2 separate regions of the Triticum aestivum genome follow, and region 2 is linked to region 1. The links are chromatin contacts, called in public Hi-C maps. All regions are on one chromosome and are shown on one strand. The core of a region is the stretch at or near the end of the contact, and the rest is flanking DNA. Distances in the headings are between cores, read along the strand shown. Region 1 holds the start of LOC123187368 (heat stress transcription factor A-2b). Region 2 holds the start of LOC123184633 (SNF2 domain-containing protein CLASSY 2-like).

Region 1 (2,700 bases), core at 64-2,563:
TTATTTTCTCTTAATGATGACATACGGTTTATCCATCACATCCAGCCCAACAGGTAAAGTTTCGTGAATGCGCTAGCTTCTTGTTAACTGAAGTTTATTAGCTAGGGATTCCCATGCACTTCTCTACATAAATATTGTGTATTTGGATATATATATATATATATATATATATATATATATATATATATATATATATACCACTCCGACGCATTTCTGGGATATATATATATATATACCACTCCGACGCATTTCTGGGATTTAGCTCTGCTTGTTTAGTGTGATACCACCAATTTTCTGAAGTACAAAATGTCCTAATCATAAAGAACAAGAGATGACATCTCCAGCCGAATAGTTAATAATATTCTGCAGTTGTAATTGCCTTTTTTCTGTACTTCCCTTCACCAAATTGGCAACACAATCTCAATGGCTACATTGGACCAATTTTAGGTAACAGTCTCACAGTCACAGCACTGCATTTGGGATGAAAAAAGAAACTACATTCACAGGCATCACAAATCAGCTGCATTGCAAATCTGCAGGAGGAATCAAGGGAATCAGGCCAGCAAGCTTACATAGGTGTTGAGCTGCCTGACGAAGCTGGAGAAGTTGCTGTGCTTGAAGTGCCTGGGCAGCAGCACCGTGGCGAAGGCGTGCGGATCCCACACCACGAAGCTGTTGTTGCCGGCGCTCCACGACATGATGCTGTCGGTGTTGGGGTCATCGACCATGTCGTACGTCTTCGTCAGGAACGGCGGCGGCCCGGCGTCGTGCAGCCCCTCCATCGGCCTTGGCGCCGCCCCGACCGCCGGCGAATCGCCTCTCCCGTGGGCGCCCTCCTCCTCCTCCTCCTTGACCAGACCCGGCACCGGGTCCATACCCCCAAACCCCAAGAACCCTCCCACGCAAGGAACCACACCGCTCAGCAAGAAGCTGCCTTGCCACGCAGGGAACGCGCCGGAAGCCCGGGCCCGGCGAGAAGGTGGGTGGGACGGGCAGGGGGAGGGGAGGGGAGGGGACAAGATAAGGCCGGGGAAATCGCGCTACGGACACGTCAAAATCGTATCACTCCCACCCGCCGGAAGCGCACGCGAAAGCGGCTGAAAGATTGCTGGGGACCAGATGGAGACGGAGGCGCGTCGCGAGCTTTAGGCGGCAAGGCAAGCGGAGCTGCGGGCGGGGAAGTTTGCGGCGGAGCTGCCGCCGGGATGGGATCGATCTCTCCTCTCGGCGGCTGGAGTGGCGGCGAGGGGAGGAGCGGTGGGGAGCGGAGCGGAGAGGAGAGGAGAGAGATTGCTATTTTGGGAATGGAGCAGGGGTTTGGAGGAGGATGAAGGGTGCGGGTCGGGCACGTGTCGGGGCCTGGGCTCGACGCGGGCCTCGCATGGGCCGGAGCGACAACTGTCGGTGTGTCTGGCTGTGCAGCTGTGCCCGGCTCACGATAAGCGGCACAGCGGTGGGATGCGGTTAGGTTATTTTGTTTTTTAATGGCAAGTGTACGCGCCGGTTGGCCGCGCCAAATTTGAGCCGGTTGCCACGCCAGCCGTTTGATTCGTCTGTTCGGATTGGATCTTATCGTGCGCAGGTCCTCCTTTCTTGCGAGTACGAGCTGCGCTTATATAACACACATGCACCCTTTTCATGGCGCCCCCCTCTCTTTCCCAGCCCTCGTGAGATACCTCTGCCCCTGTCATCACAGCTTCGCACGCCATGCGCAGCATCGGCCGCTCACATGAAACGGTTGAAGCTCTTTTCAATGTCAGCTGAAGCTTTTGCCACCGACGGTTGCAACTTTTCGTCGTTGTCCATGACTTCAAGTCTATGGTTGAAACTTTTTTCTTTGTTGTTTGAAACTTTTCTCGTCGCCAATTGCAGCTTTTGTTGTTCATGGTTGTAGAATTTGTCGCCGGTTGCAGCCTTTTCCTCTCATGGTTTGTAACATCTGTTCGCCATCGGGCCGTCATGGGTTTGCACCTTCTTGTCAATACGCCGGCTGCAACACACGACGCAGTTCTAGCAAAAATTCACCATTGTTGCACCCCCGACGTCGGTCAATTTCAGGAAATTTTCATGATGATTGTAGCCCCGATGTCGTCCAGTTCCAGCGCATGGTCACCACGTCTCCAAACTTTGGCTTGCCGATCGCAGCTCCGGACGTCGCTGGTCGCCCTGCCTGGGTTGCCGGTCGCATCATCCAGTTCTCGCCCCGTCACGCACGGCCATGGGGGCCTCCCACAATCGTCATCTTATAAATGGCATGTTGAAGCACGCAATGAGCCCGAAAAAACAGTGGCTAGCTGCGGGGCACACGGCAGCTGAAAGTGCAATCTTGCCCTTAAATATATTTTGATGTTGATGACAAACTACATACAAGGGGCTAATTATGTTTGTTGAGTATATACACAGGATATTAGTTTTCTTGGCATCATTAAGTGGAATCATGGACACATCAAACAAGATATGGTTCAAGCAAATGACCAACAAGAAAAGAAGCGTTTGTGTCTTTTATACATTTGTTGAGTAATAGGGATCCCATACTATTAAGAGGGATTTAAGTGGTATGTTCAAGTTTTACTCAAGTCTCATCATTAGGTCACTATCTATTAACACACACACACACACACATTGTTTCACAAGTGTTTCAAAAAGACCAAATCTTCCAAGGAAAATCACTTAGCCAAAACCTACAACTTCTGTGCTCCA
Region 2 (2,779 bases), core at 108-2,607, 240 kb before region 1:
CTCTCTCTCTTCCTCCTCCTCCTGCTGCTACTGCTGGCTGCTCCGTCACGTCCCGTCGCCGCTGCCATTTGTTGCTGCTTCGCCTCTTCCCCAGACGAGCGTGTGCACTCGAGTACTTGGCCTGACCGCACCTCAGCGAAGAGACCCAGAGGCCAGAGCCTTCTCCTCCGCCCTCCCCTTGCTCCCCTTCCACACTCATCTCTCCAAGAACCTTCTACAATCTACATGGTCGCCTCCGCCCGCCTGGGCAATCGCAATCTACGTTCCCCTCTTTAGCTCCGCCGCCGGCAACCATTGCCCCTCGTCGCTAGATTGGTTTTGCGGCCGGCAGCTAGCGGCGCCTCCTCCCATTCCGTCGGTACGTCCGGGGAGGATATGCTCTGTTTCCGTCGATTCTTGCTCTCGTGTATGGGGCGTCTCTGGTCGATCGACGCAGGAAATAGGCTTAAATAAGCATGGATCCACCGGCGCTTCGAGTTTGTTCTGTTCCGTCGCAGATTCTCTCATCTTTTTTCTGTTTCACCAGATCGAATCCGTGTTTTGTTTGCTCTTAAACACGATTTCTTTTCTTGGATAAGCAGCACTAGACAATTTGTTTTTCGTCACATTTATTAGTAGTATCGGTTCGGCACTAGTACATGAATCTTGCATTTTCTCGAGAAAAATAGAGTAAACGAATCTGCATGCATATGGAGATACTCCGTAGAAGAGTGCGGAATTTATTCACCATAGATCGTGCTTTGAGATTCTCACGTTGTATGTCGCTATATTTGTAGGAGTACCACTCTCTCTGCATGCATATGGAGCATTTGTTTGTGCAAATCAATTTGTATGTATGTTCAGCGTAGGAAAATAATTAACGATTAAGTGATAGTCGAATCTCGACCTCCTTTTCTTTTTGCGAGGAGTCGAATCTAGACCTCTTGGATCTTCGTTTTGTTCCGTCGCAGATTCTCTCACCTTATTTGTGTTTCAGCAAAAAATAGTATCAGTACATGAATCTTGCATTTTTCTGGAGAAAAGAAGAGTGATGTAGATATTTATGATAGTGTGGAATTTATTCACCATAGATCGTGCTTTGAGATTCTCACGTTTTATGTCGCTATATTATGCACCATTGTGCTCTCTCTATGATGAATTAATTCATATTTTGCTTGTGCAAATCCATTTAATTGTATATATTCTGCGTTGGAAGATAACTAATGATTAAGTAATAATCAAATCTAGATCTCGTTGCTCAATCTTTTAAGATGTGAAATGAGATGTGCTACAACGAAGATGACGAGAACATGCGAATCTCAAAGCATGAACTGATGCTAGATTTAGGGGTTGTATGGCCCACCGGGGGCAGACATGTACTGTCCATTTAGAATATTGTTGATCAAAAAATTCAGATTTCTTTTTCGGTATGAAGCAAACCATTACAAAATTCTGCTTAGCAGGCAGTTGAATTTCACATCATGAGGTGCTAAGCTACATGGCTGAAGATACGCTCAAGGGAGGACCTAAAGGTCGCTGGAGCCATCCCATCAGTGAAACCTGTAAGCAAGTAGCATGGCAATTATCCATTAAACACTGCTAGGATCAAATATCTATATATAACTTTACATAAAAAATTATCTATATATAACTGAATATCTCCTTTGCTTGCAGCATTTGAAGCATTTTATGATGGCTCATGGCATGGAGTTAATTGTATAAGGGTCAGGGATGGTGGTCTGTTCGTTAAATTTATCTACTCTGGTTCCACAGTCGAGCATAATGTGGATGGGGATCATCTGCGCCTACGTTCCAGAAGGGCTACGTACTTTGACTGCTCACATGTTCTCAAGCCGGGTGTTGATATCTGTGTACAATCGTCTCATCAACTGCAAGGAAGTGCGACTGGGGAAATGAAATCTTCGGTATGTCAACCTACTATTTATGATTAATTGTAAAAGCTTTACATACCCATTCTGTTTTATCTTCAAAAAGTACACAGTAATGAATTTTTAGGAACAAAAAAAAACATAATGTGCTGAATATGAAGACTTGAATGCAAAAGCCATACCATCATCTGTTATGCACGTAATTTAATATCAGTATTTTTTCTCACACACAGACCCAAATGTGTGGCTTCTTGTATTAGAAGAAACTTTAAGATGACAAAAACCCTACTACAAAAGAAGGAACCAAGAGTTTAAACTACCAATGAACTGTATAGGGAAAACTGCATCATATCTTGATTACTTTATTCTCTTATACATGCAGATGTTACTGTGTCATGATGCAAGGCTCATCACAATCAAGAGAAATCATATTGAAGATCAGTGTCTCTGCTTGTTTGTTATTATGCTCTACAAGAACCAATGTCCTGACAATACAGAAAATGGACAAGTGATATCTGATAGAAGAGAGCAGCTGGTGACCCTAAACAATATCTTCCTCTTGCAAAAGCTCCAACCTAAGGAGCTCCATGAGGGAAGCGTACAATGGAGTTGTGCAGAGGACTGCCTTTCTCACAACAGAAGCAAGCTGTTAAGTGCAAGATTCTCCCAAGAAATTGCACATCTCGTAGTTTTGTCTATCCTGAATGGAATGGAGTTCAGCATCAAGTTGGTAGAAGGAAACATCATCTACAGAATCATCAAAGGAGGCCGAGCGCGTTGCAATATTGATTCCATCAGCACACCTCCAGGCTTTGGCAACAGCATGGAGATAGTTTCATTCCAACTACGCAATGAGGCTTTATGCCCAATTATCAGGAATATCCCTGTCACTCATGCAAAGAAGCACAATC

What was found. A called contact is a pair of places that touch in the nucleus more often than the background predicts.
Region 2: a Hi-C map of leaf shows a contact between it and region 1, with 4 times the contacts expected there. The contact joins the promoter of LOC123184633 here to the promoter of LOC123187368 in region 1. A contact is called at or near these places in 3 of 5 Hi-C or Micro-C datasets (leaf and root).

What each region holds. Positions count from the first base shown.
Region 1 is chr2A:47,150,553-47,153,252 of IWGSC CS RefSeq v2.1, reverse strand. LOC123187368 (heat stress transcription factor A-2b) reads right to left here and starts at 1,313. Exons shown (of 2, transcript XM_044599219.1): 1 at 573-1,313. The coding sequence starts at 875.
Region 2 is chr2A:47,388,002-47,390,780 of IWGSC CS RefSeq v2.1, reverse strand. LOC123184633 (SNF2 domain-containing protein CLASSY 2-like) reads left to right here and starts at 1,357. Exons shown (of 5, transcript XM_044596724.1): 1 at 1,357-1,541; 2 at 1,654-1,904; 3 at 2,251-2,779. The coding sequence starts at 1,478.